3 separate regions of the Mus musculus genome follow, and all the other regions are linked to region 2. Evidence: chromatin contacts called from public Hi-C and HiChIP or PLAC-seq data. All regions are on one chromosome and are shown on one strand. The core of a region is the stretch at or near the end of the contact, and the rest is flanking DNA. Distances in the headings are between cores, read along the strand shown. Region 1 has its middle 27 kb from the start of A330102I10Rik. Region 2 has its middle 260 kb from the start of A330102I10Rik. Region 3 overlaps Cdkal1 (CDK5 regulatory subunit associated protein 1-like 1).

Region 1 (3,055 bases), core at 339-2,838, 290 kb before region 2:
ACTCGGGTCTCCAAGTTTGTGCTTCAAGCAATTTATTACCTGAGCCATCTCACCAGCTCTTGTTTTTCTCCCCTCCCTCCTTCCCTCCCTCCCTTCCTCCCTTCCTCCCTCCCTCCCTCCCTCCCTCCTCCTCTCCCTCCTCCTCTCCCTTCTCTCCTGTTTCTTTGAGAGAAGTTTTTGTTTGCTGTGCAGTACAGATTCCCTTTGAATTCATAATTCCCTCTTTCAGCCTCCCACAGAGTGGAATATACGGTATACCATCACGCTCAGTTGTTTTTTAAGTAACCTAGAAAATATTTTCATGTGTTATATGAGCAAGTAATTTAAAAATACTTGTCTGGAGATTTAATTTTTTGTTTCTAATATTATCTTGCTGTCTTAGTTAGGTTTTCTATTTCTGTGACAAAACACCAAGGCCAAAGTCAAGTTGAGGAGGAAAGGGTTTATTTCATCGTACACTTTCAGGTAACAGTCCACCATTGAGGGGAATCAGGGCAGGAATTCAAGCAGGGCAGGAACTTGGAGGCAGGAACTGATGTTGAGGCCATGGTTGGAGTGCTGCTTACTGGCTTGCTGGCCATGGCTTGCATTGCCTGCTTCAACCTAGGGGTGACATCACCCACAACGGCCTGGGACCTCCTCTGTCAATCAAGAAAATGGACCACAGGCTCTGCAGAAGGTCAGGCTGATGGGGACAACTTCTCAATTGAGGTGCCCTCTTCCAAAATGACTCTAGCATGTGTCAAGTTTCCGTAAAAGTAGCAGCACACCTACATATCCCATATACCTGAGCTGCAACTCTATCACTGCATCTTAAGCTGCAACCTTCATAGAGTTCCCATTTTGGAACAGAGTCATTTCCTGCCACAGGTCACCAGGAGGTGACTTAGAGCCTGTTTTCCACTGGGCTGTGCATGATCCAGCTGGACCAGTAATTATCAAGCCGGTTGTAATTCATTAAAAAAAAAAATCTTTCTTCATTTCCTTTTTGTATCTTTTTTCGTTGGATGCATTTCCTGCACTCTAAATTCCCTTCTCTGCCTGTTTAAGAAATGCTCTGTAGACAGTTAATAGAGTCTATTTGCATTGCATTTGTTTGTTGATTTGATTTCGCAATGATCTCTTTGTCTCTTCATTTCTAAAGCAAGGCTTGGCCTGTTTTTACCAGTCAACATGCAAATTTTTCTAGAGGCTGGCCTCTACAGTCCAGTAGCAAAAGAATTTCGGTCTTGTAGAAAATATTTGCATTTGGATGATGGGCTCCTACCACACTCGGCCCCGCTGCACCTGGATGCAAATCCAGGAAGCCTTTGCTTAGAGGCAGGCTCCAGAAAGGGGAGGGCTCAGCTGCGTGCTGTTCCATTATACGAAGAATGACCTGGTGTTCAAAACAGGATTTGGAGAAGCCTTGATTTTTGTCCGTTGTGGAGATCCGTGTATGTGTGAGGCCCTTGGAGACTGGTAGTCAAGTGTGTATTGCTAGTCTGATCTGTCAGTCACTCAGGCCTTTCCCTCCTCCGCGTCTCCCTGGGCTGCTCCATCAGGAGAGGTTATCAGGTTCCCCTCAGGCTCTTTAGAGTCACTGAGTAAACTGGAGTAAAGTCTGCTTAGGAATGTGTTTCTCAACAGCACCCAGCAACTTCCTTCCGGGAGCAGTGGTTCTCAGCTTTCCTAATGCTGTGACCCCGTTAATACAGTTCCTCAGGTTGTGGTGACCCCCAGCCATAAAATTATTTTGTTGTGACTTCATAACTGTACTTTTAGCTACTGTTATGAATTGTAATGTAAAGATCTGATATGTAGGATATCTGATCTGCAACCCCTGTGGGGGTCGGGACCCACCGGTTGAGAATGGCTGCAACTGGAGTATTCTTAAGGCTGCAGAGGAGTTATTTGCAGGCGGTTTATGTTTGCCTGCTCTGGTGCTCACTATCTAGACAAGATTGTCCTGGAAATGGGAGGCTGGTCGCTCTGTTTCTCCTCCCCCAGTGAAGTTCTTCAGGATGCAAGCTAACAGTTTCACTGGGAAGAGTAAAGTCTGAGGAGGAAATACAAGTGGGGAGTTACAGGGAGAAGGAGATGTAGTGTGCTCTGTGCCCCACTTTTTAGAGAGAAAGAGAGAGAAAAGAAGGAAGGGAAAAAAAAAGAGCTGTAATTTCCTCCAGCATTGGGCTTTGTGTTTTAGACTGTGAATCAGAGAATCATTTAGGACCCATTGCTTGCCCAAATCAAAGAGGAAGTGAAGCCAGAAGCATCGTATAAAGCACAGCCAATTACCTGAGGATTATTTTACAGGTCTGAATAGAGAGAACACGGCTTTAGAATTAGCTACGATAGCTCAATATGTTAATCCTGTGTAAAAATTAAATCAGGGTGCTCATCATACACTCTGTATTTCTCTTAATGTGGTTTTACTAAATAGGGATTTTTCAAGAGTGGCTCATGACTGCTAATGCAGTCATTATGCTGACGAAGTGTTACGCACTGTAAGAAGGAAGAAAACTGAGCTGGTTAGACATTTTATCTAATTACAATGTTCCATTAAAAAATAATAATAAAATAAAAGTGTCCAGGGGCTGGAGAGATGGCTCAGCAGTTAAGAACATTAGCTAGTCTTCCAGAGGACTGAGGTTTGGTTCCCAACGTGCTGGTGTCAAGTCATGGGCATCTGTAACTCTAGTCCCAGGGGATCCTGTGCTCTCTTCTGGTCTCTGAGGACATCAGGAGTGCCTATGTGTGGTGCATAGATAGACATGCAGGCAAAACACCCATACACATAAAATTTAATAACAGCCGGGTGTGGTGGTGCACGCCTTTAATCCTAGCACTCGGGAGGCAGAGGCAGGCGGATTTCTGAGTTCGAGGCCAGCCTGGTCTACAAAGTGAGTTCCAGGACAGCCAGGGCTATACAGAGAAACCCTGTCTCAAAAAACCAATAAATAAATAAATAAATTAATAACAACAAAGTGTCCATATGCTGGATATACTATCAAGGCTTAACTCCAAAGGTAGCTTCCTAGCTTCCTCCTCTTTCCTTCCAAGGGACTTATGGGTT
Region 2 (2,823 bases), core at 162-2,661:
ATCCATGTATCTGTTGATGGACATATGGAATGGTTCCATTTCCTGGTTATTGTAAGTAGTACAGTAATAAAGGCAGATGTGTGGGTATCTCTGTGGTATGCTGACTTTGAGTCCTTGAGAATCCTCCCTTTGACACCAGCTCAGGGAGCTTACTCTGTTGTTGGGTAGGAAGAGTATCAGATAATGTGGAGAAGAATGCTAGAGTAGCTTTGTGCTATGAGTGCCGTGAGTGATGCAAGATATGATGTTAAAGCCAACTCCAGAAGGAATTTCCCTTGTAAAGTGACCAGGCCAGGAAACCAACGTGCAGAGCTTTATAATGTATTAATTACTTAATCTCAGTTGGGGATTTCTACCCCTGCCTTTGATCATTCAGTTCCCAGATAAAAGACACAAAACGTTTATATTTATGATAAGCCTTTAAAGTAGTAGAGCTGGGCAGTTATCTACCCTCTAAGCTATAAGAATCTATTTTCCCATCAATAACCCTGAGGCATAACTTGTCATGTTCCATCTGGGCTGCTCTTAACTCTAACTGGCCAGCCCTGATGGCCATAATTTCATGATTCACCTGTCCCATGGTGTCTTCTCCTCTCTTCACCTTCTCCTTTTCCCCTGTGGTCCTCCTCAGACCCTAAGCCCATGAACTGAAAGCCCTCTCTTCTGCCCAGCTAAAGGCTGTCAGCATCTTTATTCAATCAATAGTTTTAAATTAAGGAGCAAGGTTGCATAACATCATTGGTGTATGTGCAGATTCGTGAGGATTCTCTTGTTCCTGGGGGCAACCAGGCCTTGGGAGCCAGTATTTAGCATAATAATACATAGCAAAAGACCAAACGTCATCTATAGTACTGAGAGCCACTGAGAAAGATGGAGTATATATGATCTCACCATTACATGCTGGACCCTCTACTTGTTCATGCTAGCACACAATCAGGTTGAGGTTCAGTACAAGTGTTATCAGTCTAACTTCCCCTACCCTCCACTTAAACGACTTCTTTTGGAACTCATACTTATCCTCCATTAGAGACTTAGAGATGGGCCCATTCAACCCCTGAGGCCCAGGAGTGGGTTTTAAATTAAACAAGGATCCACTGGTCCAAACAGAGGCCGCTCTTGCTATCAACAGTAATTATACCTTACCAGGTTTTGGGCCACGATCACTGGCTGCTTAAGCCATGGAAGAGTCTAGAAACTAAAGCGCCAGGGTCTTTGTAATTAATTATGGGCAGCACTTCGTCCCACTGGAGGAAGTGTTTAATAAATAATCAAGCGATTGCAGAAACACTGTTTAATCCCAAGCCAGAAGAGAGGCTTGCTTTTTTCTTTGGAAAGAGTCGGAGTCCAAAGAGAGAACATTTGTTTACAAGTTTGAACAGGGAGTTGAGAGGCCCGCCTTTCTTCCTGAGTGAAGATAATGCGGTGATTCATGTGACTATATGACAACAACTTAAAAGTAAGGGGAGACTGGGAGGGGGGAGTGCTTTCTTTTACAAATTTAATTTCCAAATAAGCATTTGTATGCCCCCACCCTTCCGAAGAACACAAGCAATAAACTTCTTTGTACACCAAGGTCATCCACCAGAAAGAGAAAACAAAAGTCACCCTTTAAACATTTTTCTGCCCCTCTTTTCCTCCTCCCCCACCCCACCCTCACTTCCCTGGATTTCACCAAAACCCACAGCAGCTCCTTCACCAGATCAAGATCAAACAACCAAGTTCCAGGCTGAAGATCAACAGAATCGATGGCGAAGAGCGGGCGTGAAGCTGAGTGCTTCACATCGTATTTAAAATGTTAAATCGGGTTCCTATAATTCCCCTGATTTCGCTTTTTTAATTAAAAAATTCAAGCTTTATTCAACATTTGCATATTCATGCCTCTATAATGTGCGCTGATTGCATTAAAGGCAGGGGGAAAAATCATGTAAGTGCAGCCCAAATATAGTTGCTCATCAAGTGCACAGTCTTATGTGTGCATAGATAAATATTTCCAAACAAATTAACATACACCCCAGCGCAGGTGCACTGGCCTCACAGCTCCCTCTAGCTAGTTCAGTCTGACTCTCCTGTCAAGGTCCAGGAGCCAGCACGCCAGTGTGAACGTGTATAATTTGGAGACTTATAGTATTTATGGAGATTTCCTGCCACAAAAATCTCTGGCCAGAGGGACCGGTCATTAACAAGCAACATGAATTGCACGTATGTTGGATATTTATCTGCACTGTTCTTTCAGCACCAAAGGCAGGCTGGAGAGATGACTCAGTCTGTAAAGGGCCCATCACATAAGCCTGGGGGACCCACAACAAAAGCTGAGCATGGCAACACACACATGGAACCCCCTTACGGAGAAGATAGAGACTGGGGAGCACCGGGGCTTCCTAATCAGCCAGCCAGTCCAGTCATTGGGAAGCACCAGGCTCTCTTCAAAACAAACAAACAAACAAACAAACAAACAAACAACAGTGGTGGGATAACAGAGATGGTTCAGCAGTTAAAATTTGCTGCTCTTGCAGGGGACCTGAGTTTGGTTCCTGGCTCACAACTGTCTGTAGCTCCAGCTGCAGGAGATCTGTCATCTCTGGCCTCCAACACACACGAGTGTGCGTGCACAGTCTCTAGAATCAGCAAAGGGCTCTAGTAGTGCCTCTGGGAGGGAGCAGTTCTCATCCCCAAGAGATGATTCCCACTTTCCAGTGAGACAACCACCTTGGGTGGCCATTGGGAGCTATCTCCTATGCTCTTTCTTACAGAGCTAAAATGTCTCCAGCTCTTAGAAACAGGCCATGCTCAGTCTGAAACCGAGGCTGGCACTCTCCAATGTGG
Region 3 (2,872 bases), core at 93-2,592, 490 kb after region 2:
TTTACACCTTGTAGGAGAGACATCAAGTCAGCCCCCAATAAACAGACTCTGTTCCTTTCTTACAGAGCTGTAAATCTGTTGAGAGCAACAATGGACTGCATCCAAAAGAAAGAAAATCACACTGCGTCTCCTGGCCTCTTTCACATGCAGGTGGTTCTCTCATTGAGGGTCCAGACAAGAGAGACAAATACTGGTATTGAGTAGAACTTTCTAGAAAGCACCTTTGAAAAAGAGGTACTTTCACCTGGCATAGTCCTCTTTTACTTCCTACTTTTGGGCAAACAGGTGTTGTAGCTGGGAAGCATAACTGTTTGACACCATAAGGAAAGAGCCACTGATAATACAAACACCTCAGCCTCTCAGATCCCACAACCGGTAAACCCAACTAACAACTTGGTAACTGTGGAGTTGGCACTATATCAGGAAACTAAATCCCCCTACCTTATTTAAGCCTCTATTTATTAGGTTTTATATGACATTTTCTGAAGTTAAGTGCAAAGTAATACAATCTAATAAGAAAGAGATACAGAAAAGGTTCTTAGAAAATCCACAGAGGAAGACATTTGTATGATGGAGGCAGAGGGCAGAGGGGATCAGGAAAATAAATGTCCAGAGAAGCAAATATACAAGTCAGTCCATTCATTTGTTCAAGGATCACCTTCCTCCACTGTATGAGCCACTGACACTGAGGGCTGAGGGGACACAGGCAAGAAGAATCTTATAACAGAGTTACCATAAGGGGAGGACACCCAACCAGCACTGGACTGTGCCTACCCCTTCTTTCTACTACTCATCATGAAGTTACAAAGGAAAATGAACTCTGAGGAGGATTCATATCATGGCTATTACCTCAAAATCCTAAAGTATTCACCAGCCAAAAGCTGGGCTACATATTGCCTGAAGATTGTATTTTTCCTCCACTGCCACTCTAACCAATTTTCCCAAACCTCAAAAAAGTCAGTGTACTATCTAGGCAACTAACTTCATTAGTGTGCTCCAAAGAATACCCAAAAGTATAAATATTCCATATTTGGATAGCATGTGCTAAGTGGAAATGTGGTTTGTTTGTTTGTTTGTTTTCTTTTTCTATCTATTATCAGCTATTAACAACTCTATGGAAAAATTAAGAAATATCAGGTTTGTCATACTTGCAGAATAAAATAGGGAGAAAGTCTTTTCTGGGCTGTTTATAAACACACAAGATTTAGGAGAATGTCATTCAAACCAAAACAACAGGAAATCACTCTCGCTCAAAGATCGGGCTTAGATCACGGTGAGTTCCTCTCCAATCCTGCTAAAGCAAGTTTCTGCATGCCTTCCGGAGCCTCCGCCTACAGAGCTGTTAGGCCAGCGGCCAACACATATATTTAATTATGTAAGTATTCAGTGCTGTCAGCCAGCTGCTGCCGCTCTTAATACACTGACCTCTTTCACTCCTCCTCTTGCAGAAACCGGCAAAAACAAAGCAACAGTTGATGCGGCAGTAATCATGAAATATGCAAAATACTATTCTCCAAAAAAGGTTTCAGATAACTACACAATTCAGCTTTGCATTTTTAAAGTGATTTGCTCCCTCTCAAGTGCTTTTCTGTTCCTTCTTTGCAAATGCAATAACTGATCTAACTGGAAGTTCCTTTTTGTTTCTATACCTTAAAAAAGTCAACCATGAATTCAAGTATATTTTCTACTTTCTTGTCACCAAATTTCTCACTGGAACACACACGAGGCAATTGCCTTCCATCATTCCATCCATGTCTGTTCTGTGCTTACAGGACAAGCAACGGAACACATGGCCTATATGCCCATCACTCTCAGTCCTCGTTTTCAAAAGAAAAAAAAAAAAGTAAGTTTCATTTGATGTCCCTAGAAAGTCCATTCTGCCAGTAGTACCCTCAATTCCAAAGTAGCTCCAAGGGCTGGGCAGGTAGCAAAGCCCCCAGAACAGCAGAGAGCAGACTAAACAGAACTGAGACACATAAATAAATGCAAACAAAACAAGTCCACACATGGGGGATGATAACCAGAGCTAACCGTGAACAACTCACCAGAAAAGTGGGACTTCATCAGCTCAGGTTAGCAGCACGTGTGCTACAGAGCTGAGGCACCTCACTGACAGTCTCTCTTTCCTCACAGAGCTGTGTCACCCCTCACTCTAGACCCTAAGGTACCAGGTTAACTTTCCCAAACAATTCCTTCCTGTCTTCTGTTGGCAGAGATCTGGTGGCTTTTTCTCACTCACAGAAACTATAAACAAGTTGATGTTCAAATGTAAGCCAGTGCTGTGGTGTTAATAGCAGACAACACGGGAGTGACAATAGCTTTGACTGGGACACTGACAGTGAGCTGAGAGACAGTGTCAGCAGGAGCATGAAAACTGAACTGAGGCAAATTAAACAAACATGCACACAGTGAGAAATAATCATGGTGTCTCAGACTCAGGCAAAAGACCATCGGTCCTTCCCTGTGACTCAAAATGACCCAGAAGTACAATCCAGAAAGTACCCTAGCTGGTTTAGTTGGGTAGAGAAAAAGGTCCTGACATTCACAGCCCAGAGCTACCAGCATGGCCAGGGGACTCCAAGGCACAAGGACTCATAATGTTGTCATAACATCCCTCAGGAAAGAAACTGGAGACCAACTGTGACCAAAAAAAAAAAAAGTAGGCTTTCACCTCTTCAGGACAAGAGAGGCAAGTTACTTCCTAGCCTCGACAAGGACCCACAGCAACCTTGTGGAACCATGCTCAAAGAACCTGTAAGTACCTTACTCTATAGGAGGAACAACAATATGAACTAACCAGTACCCCCAGAACTTCTTGAGACTAAACCACCAATCAGAGAAAACACACGGTGGGACTCATGTCTCTAGCTGC

Evidence for each region. Hi-C and Micro-C count contacts between places; a contact is called where the count stands out from the background. HiChIP or PLAC-seq counts read pairs in DNA pulled down with a chosen protein or histone mark.
Region 1: a contact with region 2 is called in an Esrrb HiChIP or PLAC-seq map of embryonic stem cells, with 8 times the contacts expected there. The contact joins two enhancer-like sites. A contact is called at or near these places in 1 of 15 datasets of contacts at CTCF or cohesin (large pre-B cells), 1 of 484 Hi-C or Micro-C datasets (nephron progenitors) and 2 of 115 datasets of contacts at active chromatin or transcription factors (both in embryonic stem cells).
Region 3: a contact with region 2 is called in a Hi-C map of uterus, with 4 times the contacts expected there. The contact joins two enhancer-like sites. A contact is called at or near these places in 2 of 484 Hi-C or Micro-C datasets (cerebellar granule neurons and uterus).

The regions. Positions count from the first base shown.
Region 1 is chr13:28,987,678-28,990,732 of GRCm38.p6, forward strand. No RefSeq gene overlaps it. Among named protein-coding and RNA genes, the nearest start is that of A330102I10Rik, 27 kb to the right of the region's middle. Within about 2 kb of position 1,589, at least 47 of the 459 cell types and tissues checked have an H3K27ac peak or open chromatin away from gene starts, as enhancers often do. A contact at or near this core is called in embryonic stem cells, where this site is marked.
Region 2 is chr13:29,276,835-29,279,657 of GRCm38.p6, forward strand. It overlaps a transcript of Cdkal1 not described here. Among named protein-coding and RNA genes, the nearest start is that of A330102I10Rik, 260 kb to the left of the region's middle. Within about 2 kb of position 1,412, at least 8 of the 459 cell types and tissues checked have an H3K27ac peak or open chromatin away from gene starts, as enhancers often do. A contact at or near this core is called in embryonic stem cells and uterus, where this site is marked.
Region 3 is chr13:29,768,474-29,771,345 of GRCm38.p6, forward strand. The region is part of intron 5 of Cdkal1 (CDK5 regulatory subunit associated protein 1-like 1); the gene reads right to left. Among named protein-coding and RNA genes, the nearest start is that of Cdkal1, 86 kb to the right of the region's middle. Within about 2 kb of position 1,343, at least 115 of the 459 cell types and tissues checked have an H3K27ac peak or open chromatin away from gene starts, as enhancers often do. A contact at or near this core is called in uterus, where this site is marked.